2 separate regions of the Rattus norvegicus genome follow, and region 2 is linked to region 1. The links are chromatin contacts, called in public Hi-C maps. All regions are on one chromosome and are shown on one strand. Each heading gives the region's core, a stretch centred on a gene start, on an enhancer-like site or on the middle of the called end of the contact. The rest is flanking DNA. Distances are from core to core; before and after follow the strand shown. Region 1 holds the start of Hsd3b5 (hydroxy-delta-5-steroid dehydrogenase, 3 beta- and steroid delta-isomerase 5). Region 2 holds the start of Hao2 (hydroxyacid oxidase 2).

The links. Hi-C and Micro-C count contacts between places; a contact is called where the count stands out from the background.
Region 2: a contact with region 1 is called in a Hi-C map of hepatocytes, with 1.7 times the contacts expected there. The contact joins the promoter of Hao2 here to the promoter of Hsd3b5 in region 1. A contact is called at or near these places in 2 of 12 Hi-C or Micro-C datasets (hepatocytes and liver).

What each region holds. Positions count from the first base shown.
Region 1 is chr2:188,714,397-188,719,081 of GRCr8, reverse strand. It overlaps Hsd3b5 (hydroxy-delta-5-steroid dehydrogenase, 3 beta- and steroid delta-isomerase 5), which reads left to right and starts at 2,064. Exons shown (of 4, transcript NM_012584.2): 1 at 2,064-2,097.
Region 2 is chr2:188,910,689-188,915,373 of GRCr8, reverse strand. Hao2 (hydroxyacid oxidase 2) reads left to right here and starts at 2,241. Exons shown (of 9, transcript NM_032082.2): 1 at 2,241-2,328. The region is part of intron 3 of LOC120100894 (a long non-coding RNA gene); the gene reads right to left.

The sequences.
Region 1 (4,685 bases), core at 815-3,314:
CTGGCAGTTTCACTTGTTGGTAAGAGGCATCTAATTGGGGATTCGTCTCTCTGTAATTGATCATTTAAATTTAGATTTATTTCATACCATACATGTATGAATGTACTTATATCTTAAAAGCTTCCACTATACTAAGTGTCCATGAAATCCCTCAAATGGCAAAAGTTTTAGCTGTCCCTCCAGTATTCCTCCCTTCCCTTTCGCCTTCCTCGTTAGATCTTTCCATTCCTCCCTTCCCAATTTCACCATATATATTTATTTTATTTCCCACTCTCAAAAAGTTCCTTCCCCCTCTGCTAGTTCCTTATCTATACCTAGCCTCTGTAGCTATAAGGATAGTAGCTTGCTCATCAAAGACATAACAGCTAACATATAAGCGAATGCATACTGTATTAGTTTGTTGGGGTCTCGATTACCTCACTTGGGATGATTTTCTTAGCTCTATCTACTTACCAGCAAACACTTCTTTTTTTGTTTAAGTTTAATGGAGATGGAACTGGGAGGATTTAAAGAGAGTGAAATGCAAGTGAATGCAATCAAAATCTATACTATGAAATTGTAAGAGAATCAATAAAATATTTATAAAAAATTGAGTCCAAGTGCATGTGTGACATAGTATAACAAATTAAGATTATCTGCCAATAAAGTTGTTAAACTGTAAGAGGTTTTGCCTATTACAATTCCTTAGGCAAACCTCTCGTTGGTTAGATTTCATTAAACATTTTTTCATACATTGATTTCTTTTCCAACAATCTCAGAATTACAAAATGCCACATTGAGTTAGAGTCAGCTAAAATTAAGTTACTCCCAACAAACATGAACAGTGAGCTTTCTTTGCAATCAGAAACAAGAAGAAGAAGAGAAAATACAAAGGGACAGAAAACCTTTACATGTTAATACTTTATTGGAGGTCTGAATACACAAGGCATTTGCTCCCCTGTTGTTCTACACACACAGAATGAGTGACCAGGTTTATATGGGAAGAGGTTACCATCATCCCAACTCACATGTCAGGTTCCCAAGTCAGCCAAAAGGGGGTGGGGGTGCAATGACCAAATGAACTCCTTTCTCTAACTCCCCCGCACCTGTACTGACTGGTTTTGTGTATCAACTTGACACAAGCTGGAGTTATCACAGAGAAAGGAGCCTCTCTTGAGGAAACGCCTACATGAGATCCAGTTGTAAGGCATTTTCTCAATTTTTGATCAAGGGTGGAAGGGCACATTGTGGGTGGTACCATCCCTGAGCTGCCACTTCTGGGTAAGAACGTAAGAAAGATAACTAAGCCAGTAAGAAACATCCCTCCGTGGCCTCTGTATCAGCTCCTGCTTCCTGACCTGCTTGAGTTCCAGTCCTGACTTCCTTTGGTGATGAACAGCAATGTGGAAGTGTAAGCTGAATAAACCCTTTCCTCCCAACTTGTTTCTTGGTCATGATGTATGTGCAGGAATAGAAACACTGACTAAGACACACACCCCTCTTTATATCGTAATGATGCCTTCAAAACAAAAATAGCATCTTGTTGATTTGACAGCTACATCAATCATGTTCCCTATAGAGGAATGATCCATTGAATTCATAATTTCAGTATTGAATGACTAGTTTTTATTAACTACATAGCTAGCAAAACCAAAATTACACATGAAAAACGAGAGAGAGAGAGAGAGAGAGAGAGAGAGAGAGAGAGAGAGAGAGAAAATGAATCAGCAAATAACATCATCAAATTAGGGACTTATCCTACCTAGCAGATAAGACTAGAGAAGCCCAAGTGGGAGAGTAAGCAAAAGTAACCTTTGTAAGGCTCTTAATGCATCCAGTAGATAACTAAGGAGGCCCTGCTGAAGCTGTCCTGCTGGAGCTCCAGAGGTTCATGGTGTTTAGACACAAACTCCCACATATGTTCACATGTTTAAACCCGTGGTCCCTATTGGCGGAAATGTTGCAGAAGCCTTAGGAGGTATGGCCTTGTTGGAGAAGTACATCACTGAAGGTGAACTTTGAGTCTTGCAAGCAATCCTACTGCCCTCTGTACTCTGCTGCCAGATCAGGAAGGGAGCTGTGCCTGCCTTCAGGGTCTCCAACCCTTGGAAACAAAACGTAAGTCCAATTAAATGCTTTCTTTTATAAGTTGCTTTGACTGTGCTGTTTTGTATCAGCAATACAGAATAAGGAATACTCTGAGTGGTAGGGAGGTTTCTACTTCCTTGGATGAGCTTCCTGTGGTCATTCCCACAGTAGAATAGATTTCTACCAAGAAAGAAGCAATAGTAACTTCTGTTCGCAATGGTTGTTTAGTGGCTGTCAAGGACAAAAATGTACTGAATAACCTTAACTCTTTTCTGTGCCTTGTCTCCCTATCACAAGGGTGAAGGAGGGTCAATATTTCTGAGGAAAGGGTCTAAAAGGATATTTGAGATAAACAGGCTTGAGACTGAGATAAGAGAAGTGGTCTGGATCTCAGATTTGGCTCTCAATATGTGTAAAGAGTGTGAATTTACCACTAGAAGCAGTAACAGGATGTGTCTTCTGTTAATGCATACATCTCCACTCTATACTCACTTGCTATACAAGGCTGCGCACTTCAACTCTCCATATCTTTATCCATGACTAAGAGCACTGCCCTTATAAATGTGTTGAGTGTCATTTCCCATATTTCTGTGTGAAGATAAGTCATACGTAACCTCTATATCAACAGTGTTTGCCCAGGCAGGTGACTCAGAGTGAGTAGACAGAAAATGCATGTACAGCATAAGCAGATTTTATCAAATAGCTGGCAGAAGGAGGAAAGATGAGGCAAGAGGCAGAATACTTTATACAAATATACATGTGAATTTACAGTATTTCATGCAAGAATTTAAAAGGAGCAATTTGTATAATCATGATGAGAATTGGGAAACAGAAATCCACTGGGCCTCTATGGTAGAAAAATCCATCAATATACTATAAATAAGAAAACTGGCTAGGGGAAGGGAAAGAGGAAGGGAAGCAGTAAGGAAGAGAAGCATCCTTCACCATCACTTGAAAACAAACCATCTACATCATGGTTTCCTCAGGACTAGCCCTTCCTACAGTACATTCCATTCCCTAGAGGAAGAAATCTTCAACCACTTGGACTTGCTTAGAGCTACCCTTAGCAGAAAATCTCCAGCTGTCTGAAGAGAGTTAAATCCTGGTTAATCCAGGTCGCCTCTCACAGTTGAATGTGGTTGTTCACTAACCTATTGATTATCCCACAAGTCTATCTAGACTTCAGTAGAGTACCTGAGGACCTAACACCAAAAACTTGTGCTCATACCTAAAGTGTGTCTGTCCAAAGTGAGTATGGCATGAACTTGCAGAGGGTAAGAAGGAAAGAGTCAATGTCCATAAAGAGATTTTTGTCCTCCATGTCCAGTGTGTTCCAACAGGGGTGGGCAGTCCTAGCTCTACGGCTTTGCTATTGGTAGCACACATGGTCTCTCAGACCAGCTGGTTCCACTTGTTGGCTAGGTATCTCTCTATAGTTGCTCCATATTTACACACTTCTTACATTTTAGGCTGTATACTGCAGGCCATGTTTCACCATCATAGCCTTATGCATCAGTCTCACAGGGTTTCCCAAAGGGAATCCAACCTTAACTACACTTTACTCTTGAGCTCAGTCTTTCTTTAAAATGTAGATAAAAGCTTACATGATCCCAGAAACTCTTATATTGTGTAAGCCTGAAAACTAGCATTATGTAAAAGATGCCAAGTTGACTATTCAAACAGTAGTTAGTCCCTCCTGGACCATGCCTGCAATGACGGTGTCACCCGGCCTTTAGTACAAACCTTTAATCCTTCTGGCTAGAATACAGATATGGGCTTAGTATACATCTTTAATCCAAAACAATGAAGGTAAAGTTAGTTTGTAGAAGGAAGCACCCATATTTGAAAGTGACTAATTAAAAGGACACAAAGTGATGAATCAGAGAAAGATGTGACAGAATGAGTCAAAGACAAGATAAGCTCATTAGAACAGATAGGGGTTGGGGATTTACCTCAATGGTAGAGTGCTTGCCTAACAAGTGCAAGGCCCTGGGTTCGGTCCCCAGCTCCAAAAAAAAAAAAAAAAAAAAAAAAAAAAAAAAAAAAAAAAAAAAAAAGAAGAAGAAGAAAGAAAAAAGAAAAAAGAAAAAAAAGAACAGATAGAAGAAAAAAGGAGGCTACTTAAGGTAGCACTACGGGAAAAAAGAGAGAGAAGAGAAGGAGACAGTTTTACTAAGTGAGTTTTACAGTTAAGTCAGGATCATATAAGAAATTTCAACAAACCTATAAGCTCTAGTAAAATAGACATAGTCACTAACAACCATGATCTCAACAAAGGATTCTACCAGGCTTTCCAAATAGTGTTAATGCCATTATTTCTGAAATTATTCTACAACACAGAAACAGAAGGAACAGTGCCTAATTCATTTTATGAGGCCATTGTTACCTCATACACAAACCACATAAAGACCTAACAAAGAGAAAGTGTTACAGAAAATTTTTCCTTATGAATATAGATGCAAAATTTTTCAATAAAATACTTTCAAACTGAATCCTAGAATATAAAAAAAAAATAATCCACCATGATCAAGTTGCTTTAATCCCGGAGATGCAGGGACGGCTCACCATATGTAAATTAATAAGTGTAAGCCACCATATAAACAAACTGAAAGTGTCAA
Region 2 (4,685 bases), core at 992-3,491, 200 kb before region 1:
CTGTTGTTAGAGTTGACCACAGGTATACGTGTACTCCAGGGCTAAATACAAAGGGGTGAAAACCACTGTGCCAAAGAAATTTCCACATTAACTGCAGGCGATTTTGAAAGCATTTTTGAGATAGTATTGCCATCTAGTGGTCATCCTCCCGCCCCCCACCCCACCCCCACCCCAACTCCAAGCAGATAAAATAGGGAAAGTTTGGGCAACAGAAAGGAAAACTTCTTCTTCACTGGCACTGCAGATTCTGGAAGAAGATCAGGTCTCACTCCCACGACCATTAGAAGATATTGAAGTTCTGCAATGGCAGTCAGTGGGTCTTCCTGTGCTCATGGCCAATACAATCCACAAGGGCAGTGGTGTCAAGCCAGGGTTTAGATTCTCTGTGAGGACAGATGGTGACTATATCACACCAGGATCCACAGTCAGTGGGCAGGTCAAGCTTGCTTAGGGTGCTTAAAGGCTTATAAAATTTGGGAGTCTGAGGGCAGGGACATGCAGGATGGGCAAAGATCATTGACTGGAGACCTTAGGGTCCTGGGAATGCCTCATTAGCATGAGGAAGCACCTCAGGAATCTCAGGAGCTGGCTGAACAGGTTCTGTCAGAAGAAAGGAAATTGATTCTATAAACTAATTAAGGCTATGTGACATTCTTCAAAGGCAAGTGTGGCAGCTTAGAATTCCCCAGACAAGGTCGGAGAAGGAGAAACTCTGGTAATGAAGGGAGTCAGCCATTCCATGCTGAGCTCCAGAAGGCTATCCAGTCAACGGTAGACTTCCACCTGAATTGGCACTCTTCCCACAGCAGTATTAAGGTCAAGTTAGGTTTAGATCTTAATGGTGCTTATTAGTGTTAGTGTTCATCTTGTTTTTTCATCACTATGACTAAGTGCCCCAGGAATGCAATTTAAAGAAGAGAGAATTTATTTGTGCTCTCTGTTTAAAGGGAGTCAGGATAGTCCACTATAGGCAGCAAAGGGTGATCACGTCGTATCCATGATCAGGAAACAAAATGGTGGATGTTCCTGCTCTCCTATTTCTCTTCTGTTTTGCTTGTTCAGTCTGGTTTCGTTCTGTTTTGCACTGTTTTGCTTGGCTTTGCTTTGTTTGAACAGGGCTTTACGCTGTAGTTCATACAGTCTCAATCTCACCATGTAATTTAGGCTAGCCTTGAACTTCTGACAATCTACTTATCTTGGCCATCAGAATGACTAAATTGCACCCATGAACCACGACATCAACTTTTTTTTCCTTTTTTTTAAACTAAGTCTGGGGTTACAGCCTGTGGGATGGTGCCCCACAACATTCTGGCCAGATTCTGTTCAGCTCACTCAGACTATAGAAACACCCATACTCATACCCAAACACACCCAGAAAGGCATTGCCCAGGTGAGCCTAAATCCCATCAAGTTGACAGTCAAGATTAACCTTCACAGTGGTAATGGCTTTGAGCAGGTTAATTAACCCCATTCATTGTTCTGAAAAATGGGGGAAATGTCTAACCATGTGTCTGGGAAGCAATCAAAATATCTTCTAGAATGTGTCTGCTGTGTTGTAACCACTTAAAAAGTTACATGCTGTTGTAACGCAAAAACTTCTGATAAGAGCTGGGTAGAAAAAGAGAAGGGGGTCTGACAATTAATAAATTAGTCAGCTTGAGTGAATCAACCCTACAAGACTGTCCTGAGGGAATCAGTTCCCCCCCTGCACCCCCAAATACAGTTTCATTTCATCTTGCAGTCATCCTATTTAACTGAATCATGTTGTCCTCAGAGACATAAATGTTTGTCTCCTGCGTTAATTTGGTCGTCTATTTCAGTATGTAGGGCACCACACCATTCTTCTGCAGCCCTGTCCTGGATCCTCACTATCTTCCTGCCCATGGCTTTCAAGCTCTAATCTGCTTTCTCCGGTTACCACACTCTGGGCAAAGGCTCCTTTTTCCACTGCAGGATATTTTTTAACTCTCCACCTGAAATCACTCATATCTTTCCGTTAACCATTCTTATGAACAGGCGGCTGAAAAGCTAATAAACAACTACTTTATATTTTGAACTTTAATCAGGGCAAATCTCGGGATTTTTTTTGTATCTTTTAAACAACGAGTTTGGGGAACAAACATTACAAAGTCATTCAAGCTTATGTCAAGGCTAACTTCAATCTGGACTGGTTATTTATTACTTCCCTGATAACTGGTTAACCAAAAGGTTAGTGTTTATCCTTGAATATATTTTACCTCAGAGCTGGGCAATGAACCACTGTAGCGGGCTTTGCATTGCTGCCTCTACCTACAGCTATTACTGGTCATTGGAAGACCTTAGAGTCAGGTTTGTCTTGGGGTATCTTCTATATGCTTGGAACTTGGGGGAGAAGATGAAATAGTAGGTGAGGTTGGGGTAGGCATAATGAGAGCTTGGCAAAGAAAGTTACATGGAAATAGGTGGACGGGGTGCAGGAGAGGGGGAAACGGGACATTCAGGCACTACCCAAGGAAGCTGTAGTATCAAAGTCTGCAGGCAGAAAAGGTTCAGTGTAGTGAATTTAAACCTGGAAATGGCAGAAGGTGTGTGCATCCATAGGCGAAAATTAGCCAAAATATGTTCTTTAAAAAGGTTCCTGCCCTTAAATGTGCTTGTTATATGGAGCATTGGCTATACTAAGAATGCTGTCTACCACTTTTTTGAATTTCTTTTTTTCCATCTTTATTAAATTGGGTATTTCTTATTTACATTTCAAATGTTATTCCCTTTCCGGGTTTCCAGGCCAACATCCCCCAACCCCTGCCCTTCCCCTTCTATATTGGTGTTCCCCTCCCCATCCTCCCCCAATTACTGCCCTCTCCCCAAAAATCTCATTCACTGGCAGTCCTGCCTTGGCAGGACCCAGGGCTTCCCCTTCCACTGGTGCTCTTACTAGGATATTCATTGCTACCTATGAGGTCAGAGTCCAGGGTCAGTCCATGTATAGTCTTTGGGTAGTGGCTTAGTACCTGGAAGCTCTGGTTGCTTGGCATTGTTGTACATATGAGGTCTCAAGCCCCTTCAGCTCTTTCAGTCCTTTCTCTGATTCCTTCAACGGGGGTCCAATATTTGCCGTATTCTGGCTGTGCCTCTCAGGAGAGATCTACATCCGGTTCTTGCACTTCTTTGCTTCATCTATCTTATCTAGTTTGGTAGCTGTATATGTATGGGTCACATGTGGGGCAGGCTCTGAATGGGTGTTCCTTCAGTCTCTGTTCTAAACTTTGCCTCCCTATCACCTCCCAAGGGTATTCTTATTCCCCTTTTAAAGAAGGAGTGAAGCATCTGCATTTTGGTCATCCTTCTTGAGTTTCATGTGTTCTGTGAATCTAGGGTAATTGGAGCATTTGGGCTAACATCCACTTATCAATGAGTGCATACCATGTGTGTTTTTCTGTGATTGAGTTACCTCATTCAGGATGATATTTTCCAGTTCCATCCATTTGCCTATGAATTTCATAAAGTCGTTGTTTTTGATGGCTGAGTAGTACTCCATTGTGTAGATGTACCACAATTTTTAAATCCATTCCTCTGTTGAAGGGCATCTGGGTTCTTTCCAGCTTATGGCTATTTTAAATAAGGCTGCTATGAACATAATGGAGCATGTGTCTTTGTTATATGTTGGGGCATCTTTTGGCTATATGCTGGGTCCTCAGGTCCAATTTTCTGAGGAACCTCCAGACTTATTTCCAGAATGGTTGTAGCAGTCTGCAATCCCACGAACAATGGAGGAGTGCTCCTCTTTCTCCACATACTCGCCATCATCTGCTGTCACTGGAGTTTTTGATCTTAGCCATTCTGACTGGTGTGAGGTAAAATCTCAGGGTTGTTTTGATTTGCATTTCCCTTATGACTAAAGATGTTGAACATTTCTTTAGGTGTTTCTCAGCCATTCGGCATTCCTCAGCTGTGAATTCTTTGTTTAGCTCTGAACCCCATTTTTTAATAGGGTTATTTGTCTCCCTGCAGTCGAACTTGAGTTCTTTGTATATTTTGGATATAAGCTCTCTATCAGTCGTATAGTTAATTTTTTTCAAATAATGAGAACATTTATTTGGAGGTACTCTGTTCTTTGGAAGCAGGTGTGAGTTCTCTTCAGTAGAAGGACTTCTTGTGGTTGTGTTCAGTTTCCACACAAATCTGGAAAGGACTGAGAAGAGGAGAAACCAAGGCTGGGTGGTATTGGCATATAGATAGCCAATACTTGAATGGAATGGATGAATGAGGAAACAGAACAAAAGAAAAGGATGTTTTCTGTTCTTCTACAGCTCCCACAATGCACATCGCCTAAATCCTCTACTTGGAACCACTCCGTCATTGTAAATTTTACAGAATTTTTTAGTTCTTACAGGAACCCTGGGCTTGAGAGTGATGCTGTGATTTTATAACTTAGTAACAACTGGAACTTATACAAATGATATTGGGAATCATCTGAGATCCCCTTTGAGAAGAAATGGGAATTTTTTTCCATATTTCCAGTAGCTCTCCCTAGGAAAACAGTCATGTAAATCTCTAAATTATACCAGTAAACTGAGAATGAAATACTGAATCCTATCTTCAACTTTTACTGTGTCTTGAAAGCTGAGCCTGAAAAATGAGCTTTTTACTTAACCTGCATTGTTTAGGACAGTGCCTAGATATCTAATTAAAGCTAGTCACTATTG